Linked DNA regions of Zea mays: region 1 is linked to region 2. A link is a contact called in public Hi-C data. All regions are on one chromosome and are shown on one strand. The core of a region is the stretch at or near the end of the contact, and the rest is flanking DNA. Distances in the headings are between cores, read along the strand shown. Region 1 holds the start of LOC109946110 (B-box zinc finger protein 32-like). Region 2 holds the start of LOC100286080.

Region 1 (3,760 bases), core at 1,094-3,593, 160 kb before region 2:
GCGCCAGAGCAGCTCGGGTCGGGGTCGTGGGCCCGACCGTACGAGGCCGAGTCGTGGCGTGGGCCGCCGGCCGCGGCTGGGTGGGCCGATGCAGACGACTCGTGTATCTCGCGAGCTGCATAAATATTTTATTTTTCATAAATATTTATCAAATTTAAAAAATACAAAACTCCCTACCCGATTGAATTTGAACCGACGCCAAGTGCTTAGAGCAACTAACACCAAAACAGATATTATTAAAAAATAATGATTTTTGTTGCTCCAACACTCTCTCATTCTTATCCAAAAAAATTTGCCTTGTCTTCATGTGCTGGGAAAGATGAACTAGTAGGATGCTGACTTGTTTTCATGACCTGGTAGCTAGTAGACCAACATGGCTTTGTCCAAATATCTTGTCTTTCATTTATATATGTTAGCGAAACTAGCTACATGTTCGTTGCTTGAGACGTTAACATTGCTAGCATGTCACACAATGTTCATAATATGGATATCTCGATGTACAGACATTTATTAGAACCTATTGCTACATGTTCGTTTTAAATCGCAGGGCTGAAATTACAGAGCTTAAACACCTTGAGCAAAACTACCATTTCGCTTCACAACAGAGATATAAACGGGGTTTACGCCCTATTTGAATATTACTGATATTGTCTATAAAATTTTTTGACCACAGTTACGGTAGTAACACTTTTTTTTTGGCGGAGGAGGGAGTACTTTTTACCGCAATTCTAATTGGCGGCCGACCTAATTGATGACACGAGTATATATTTACAGTTTTAATTAAAATTTCTTCCTGCAAGAAACTTTAGGGAAAATATATATAGAGAGAGAGAGAGAAATTAGGCCGGATATGCTACGTGGGCTGATGATGCACGCAAAACGGGCCAAATAAACGAACTTAGATGATCTGGGGGCTGCAGCTCTGTAGGGGCGGCGTCCTTGGCAATTGGCATGTCTGGAGGTTGGAGGAGTGTCCGGCGGGGAGGGGATCTCCCCGCGCCGCGCGTCCGGACTAGACAGAGACAGCGATCTAGCCACCGAAACGAGTCCCGCCGCGCTACTACGCTGGCCGCTCACGCACGGCACTCGGTCGGTCTGGCCTGGTGCCGCGACGCACGCGCGATGGCGAGTCGTCGACGCGTTCGCCCTTCGCCGTATCGGATCGTGTGGATCCCGGGCCGGCAGCCGCGGGTGATCTGCGGGCTGGGGGTGTCCATCTACCACCGGTGCGCGACGCGTCCGAGCGTATGATGGCTCGCGCACGCACGCACGAACGTTTGGTTTCGCACGATTCCACGAGGCCGTGTACCATACCACCGGTTGAACCGTGTCCTATTAAAAATAGGTATCAAATTCGAAGGTTAACGAGCGGCCAGGAGGAGAAGAACTCCTGGATGAGGATGACAGACGGCTGCGGCCCTTTTATGCCGTCCTCATCATGTGGGTGGGTCTAGTCCCCGATCAACAACGCTGATGCGTACAGTACGCATTTGGCACACACAATCAGATCAGCAGAGAAGATATCCAGCCAATGGAACCGGCTTTTGTTAATCGGACGACGAGAGGAAGCCAAGCCAACGACACCACACGATCGATCTCGTTAATTACTAAAATAATTAGGGAGGAAAAGGACAAACTAACGTCGCCCACATGCTGTTGCTACATTGCAGACGGATGTGGGCCCTGCCGGACCACGAATTCAGGAGAGCACTCGGCCCATCCCTCCTCCAGGTCCGGAGCGCCCGCCGCCGGGGGTCTCGCTCTCGCCGCGCGCGTCATCCACCACGCCGCAACTGCGAGCACCGCAGCCTCCGCTCCACCGCCGGCGCGGACCTCCGACCAGCGCGCGGCGGCCATCGCGACGCGGAGCGGGACGCGACGACGGCACGCGGGCCCCGCCGCGACCCTCTTCCTCCTGGCCCACCCCCCCTCCAGCACGTCCTCCGCCCTCCTCCCTCTCCCTGGCGGCGGCGGCGCCGCCCTCGACTGCGCGGAGTCGGCCGTGGACAGGCAGGAGCCGCTGGACGAGGACGCCCCGGACTCGGCGCCCCCGCGCGGCAGGCGGCGCCTCACGTGCCTGGACGCCAGGAAGTTGGCGCCGTGCACCTTGGCGTCGCAGCGCGGGCAGAGGAACGCCGAGTCCGCGGCGCAGTGCACGGCCGCCGCGCTCCCGCAGAGCTCGCACCGCGTCCGCGTGCCCGCTGCCGCGGCGTCACCAGCGGCACCCATCCTGCCTGCTTGTCTCCTCTGCCTTCCCCTCGGACTCGGGAGCGTAGCAGCTGGGTCCGCCACTGTGCTCAGCGGATGACGGATTCGACCGCCTCCCTCCCTTGCACCCTCCAGGTGACCAGGTCTCACAGGAGCACCGGACGACACGCCGCCGCCTTTATATACGAGTCTCCGCGCGCGGGCGGAAGCTTCGGCCGGGAAGCAAGCAGCGGGGGCCGGGGGTTTGGAGGCTCTCGGGGGGCTGCGCGTGTGGTCGGCATTTAAAGGGGCCCCGCCCCGCCCAGCCCAGCCCACCGGCTGGTAGTGGCCGATGGCTACTGACCGTGGGCTGGTCGCGCTCGCGCTCGCGCTCACTCGCCGGCCAGCCACCACACGTGTACTGCTGCTAGCAAAAAGGGGTGGGGTCCCCGGTTGGACTTTTCCGTCCGACTCTCTCGCTTCGCAATTCGCATCGTTGATTCGTTGGCGTGGTGGAGGAGGACTGGAGGCTGGAGAGGGACTGGGAAAAAAACAACGTGCCGCGGCTGCGGGCACGCGCCAGGTGCGGCTGATTTTGGGCGTGCTGGTAACGTAGTGTAGTCCAGCCACCTGCTAAAGCGAGACGAGAGAGAGGTTGTTGAATCATAAAGGACAGACTGAATACCAGATGACTTCTCAGAACAAGGAACATGGAGCTTGACACGTATAGCTGTGAAAAATTGTACTCCCTCCGTTTCTTTTTATTAGTCGCTAGATAGTATAAAATTGCACTATCTAGCGACTAATAAAAAGAAACGGATGGAGTATAATACAGGAGGAGGAAACCACGTCCCACTTGTTCCTGAAACGCAGATATGTCCGGCGTGGCTGGCTGCTACATGGAATCACACAGTGCCACACACCGGAAACCCCTCAAACAATACGCCGGACGCGTTTGCAACTTGTCAAACCTTGGAGAATGGAAGCTATCATAACGTGTATTTGGAAATGTCGAAACAATTGGATCTTCGAAAACCGAAACAATTGGATCTTCGAAAACCGGCCGCCCACAGTGGATGCTTGCGAGGAAATGTTTATTTATACAGGAAACAATTCTTACCTGCTATAGACTCAAGATTGTGGTAGCAGAACAGATGAAGCAATGGGTGCAACAATTGTAAAGTGCAAAATCACACTCCCTGTAAAAACTAGTTTTCATAAAATCCTATACTGATCAGTAAAAAAACTGTAAGGCAAAGGCCCTACAGTCATTTCCCTCAAGAGAGAGAGAGAGAGAGAGAGAAAGGTTGTTGAACGCTTCCCCTTCCTTCCTCGGTTCCTTCGGTCCTCCTTGTGGTCTCGGACTCTCGGTTCGGAGACGTCCGGGTCGTCCTCGCCGGCCGTTCGCTGTACGATATTTCAGCGAATGAACGGACGGAAAAGGTTCGGCTTTTTTACTCGTTCTGTACTTCTGTGTACCAGGCTTGTCCTACCCAATCCCACGAAATTACGGTCGCCGCTAATGCCGAGATAGGATCAAAACTTCAATTCTATTCTCCTGGCCGAGATTCAG
Region 2 (3,575 bases), core at 841-3,340:
ACGAAGAATTGGTTCCAATGATGAGCAGAGCCTCTGCAGACTATCCACCTTTAACGCTTCAACAATAACACTGCATGGTAGACAGACAGACCGTTTACAACAAATAGAATGTGATAGGTCACCGATTATTCTGTTATTAATAAGTTAAAATAAAACGCCAAGCAAGCAAGAGAGCAAGTTCTGTCAACAACAGAAAATCTATATCCATACAATTGCAACAACTATGCAAGGAAGGTTGGACGTGCATGAAGCAATGGCTACTTAAAGGGGTGGCCAAGCATGATAAGTAACGCCTGCAAGCTGTAGTCCTTCTCTGAGGGGACATGTAACGTGCCTGCGGCATTTTCATTTTATGCTTCGTTAGTGTCGGAACTGTTTTGGCATTTTAGAATAGTTATTAGTTAAAAAGTGTTTTGAACGTTTCAGGACTGGGGGCATGCTGCACGTGTTAAGCCCTGTGTGCTTAGGTGTGTTAGTGTTTTCCTCGTTTAGTTGCTAGCTGCAGAGTTGGATCTTTTAACTTGCTGTAATTTCATTGTTGTGAAGTAATGAAATTCGGGTTCTCATGCTGTCAGAAGAAAAAGTGCAACAACTAAATTTTCTTAATCTGATTGTGTGGCAATCTGGAGTCTGTAACTCAAATCGAAACAGCAAAGGTATTCACTAAAACTATTAACATGGTGTTCAGCACTCTCAAAAAACATGAGAAGTTTAACACAAGGTTCAATCTTCAACTTGCGTTTGCAAATAGAATACAGGTATACTGTATATGTAACTGAACTATAACACTGATTATTACACAGATAAATCTATTCCTACTTACTGTACTACAGAAATCCATGTGTCCCTGAATCCATCTAGACTCATACTCACCAACATTGTATGTTTGCATAGGCTACCATGCTCTAATTTCACTTGAGATTTTTACATACTTCCTGGAAACGTACACCAAACTTGGAAAAATCAAGTGACTTTACATTAAGAAGAAACAGGCACCCAAATCCATATTGAATAGAACTTGAACTTGTGTTGGCTGAGCACGCAATCACTGAACTACAGTATTACACCCTTTAACCAACCATGCTGGGCTTGATTCCTTTGCTTACCTGGTAATGCACACTCGACAGCGGTTACTTAAACTATTGAAATAAACAGGGAGCGTTACCGAATTTGCCGACGTTATTACTCGTGTCCAACTAACACGTAGGCCGTTAGGTCGACAGTAACGATACAAATACTTTCCATTTTGGACAAGGTAGCACTCACTATGAATATTCCATGCAAAGGCACATGGTTCCATGAGTTGCGACTATGGCTACTGCATAAAAAATCTACCACGCACACAACAAAGATCAATATTTCTTCCAAATCCCACGATCCAGCAAACCAGTTCATTCCAGCCAATCGTCCAACAGCCTGCACCAAACACCACCCTAAACGCTGCTCTAAGCACAGACCAGTAGCCACTGAAGATGATGATTCCAGCTCGAGTTGAGGTCACCCAAGACAAGTGGGAGACGAGAAAAAACACACGGGGGCCGGGGCCATTTCCACTGGCGCTCACTACCATAAAAGATCAGCGGGAAAGTAATCCAGAACCAAGTTTCCGATTGTGTACAAGTACAATACTGTAAGTCAGTAGGGCTCCCGCTAGTGCTCCCCACTCATGCGCATCACGAAGCTAAACACGCCCAAAAGGCCAAAAGTGGAATCCGGAGGGCTCCTCACCTGGCCAGAGCCGGAGGCCGCGGCCTCTTGGCATCAGGGCGCCCGTCGCCGGCGTCCTCGAGCCCACGCTTGTCCTTCATCGTCGCTGGCACGAAGACCCGAGCAAACCTGCACGGAATCCAATGAGGTCCGCGTCAGATTCCCGCCTCTCCACGATTCGGCGCGCGCGACGAACCAGCCGGTAGGGTTGGGGTAGGGGCCAGGGGGGGACCGGACTGGAGAGATCGTTCACCTGGCTCGGCCGCCGGAACCGGAGACGGGAGCGGTGGCGAGGGCCAAGCCCAGGCGGCCAGCCGAGATCGCGGACAGAGGAGGGGAGCGACCGACCGCGCAGCGCGCGCACAGTTCGATGTGGTGGGGGGAATGAACCTACTGTACTGTATGTCTGTATCCTGGAGGAGTATACTGCCAACGCTTCTTCGCACTCGCACCCTGCCGTCGACTCGTCGGTCGCAAAATCGGTCACTGACTTTGGCCCCGCACTTGGATTGGTGTGCCGGTCCCACCGGGCGTCGGTACGGTGCGCGAGCGGGTACGGTGCGAAGCGAAAAGCGGAAAAGCAGCACATTGTGGGGCCCGCAGTGACAGTGACGTCGGCATCTGGTTGGGTGACGTGGTCTGGCCGCACGCAAATATCCCAAGGGCAGGAGAGCGGGGCCGGGGCGGGCGGTCCACGAACGGCGTGATCTTCTGGCGGGGGGCGGGAGGAGATAATGATTACCACCACATGGATCGGGCTCAAGGGAATAATTAAACACGTGAGTAGGCCCGGTACCCCACCTATGGTAGTTTAAGAAAAAGAAAAAGAATATTACGAGTCCCTTTCTTACGCTGACGTCTTTATGAAAGGGAAATGCTGGTTGTTGTATAAAACTTTTTTTCTCGAAATGATGGTACGCTTATGCACACAAATATATACGGGTACAATACTTATGTGTTGGGATGGCTGATTTTTTTTGTATTTTAACCCTTTTCTGGAAAAATAATTATATTTAGACGATGACTTAATTCTGTTTTTAATCTTTTGCTAGGCGTCATAAATTATGGCGACGAGGTACATAATCCCTAGGTTGGCGAGGGTACAACACTGCTCAGCGCCACAGTCTGTGGCGCCGAGGTACGTAATCCGCTGGTTAGCGAGGGCTGACATAGCGCTTACGTGGCATCTAGCTCCAATGGTGAAGCCAAAATATGATTAGGGGGGCTAAATTAGATTAGAGGTTGTTGGAATGTTTTTTTCACCATTTACATGAGAATTGGTTAAAAACTAATAGCTCCTATAGAATTAGGAGAGTATTAGGGGAACATTGCCACCGTGTCGTCGCCCTGCCTAGCTCGGCTCCAAGGCGCCGAGCTAGGAAGTCCTATAAAATCAGTGTTTTTCTGGCTAAGAGTTACACCCAACCATTTATCTCTCTCGTTTCCATCTTCATCCATATCGTCGAGATGTGCTCCAATCTTTGTATTCGAGTTGAAAATTATTGATTTGATCTGTATATCTTGAAGACCAAGGTATGGTATCTCTCTAATTCGTTTGTTACATATATTGCGTTGCATGGTTTCGATTAATTAGTTTTGATTTGTGTGCGTATTACTATTTCTATATAGTTGTGACTGTATATCCATATGCATCTAGTAAGGATGCTCTTATTCCTCATGATCTTCCTGTGCCTAATTGTGACTGTGGCAGTCCAACTTTGGTATGTCAATCTAAACATCCAAACACGGCTGTTTGTTGCTTCTACACTTGTGGCGGTTTTAACGTGCGCGGTTTATAACTTGTGTGTCATTGATGTTTACTAAATATGTACTAATGCTTCGCTCCATTCCTTAGGATCACTTGAGGT

The links. A called contact is a pair of places that touch in the nucleus more often than the background predicts.
Region 1: a Hi-C map of leaf shows a contact between it and region 2, with 5 times the contacts expected there. The contact joins the promoter of LOC109946110 here to the promoter of LOC100286080 in region 2. A contact is called at or near these places in 2 of 25 Hi-C or Micro-C datasets (leaf and seedling).

The regions. Positions count from the first base shown.
Region 1 is chr4:243,982,120-243,985,879 of Zm-B73-REFERENCE-NAM-5.0, reverse strand. LOC109946110 (B-box zinc finger protein 32-like) reads right to left here and starts at 2,343. Exons shown (of 1, transcript NM_001320520.2): 1 at 1,594-2,343. The coding sequence starts at 2,229. The coding sequence ends at 1,660.
Region 2 is chr4:243,826,950-243,830,524 of Zm-B73-REFERENCE-NAM-5.0, reverse strand. It overlaps LOC100286080, which reads right to left and starts at 2,090. Exons shown (of 9, transcript NM_001158968.1): 1 at 1,961-2,090; 2 at 1,729-1,836; 3 at 1-70. The coding sequence starts at 1,808.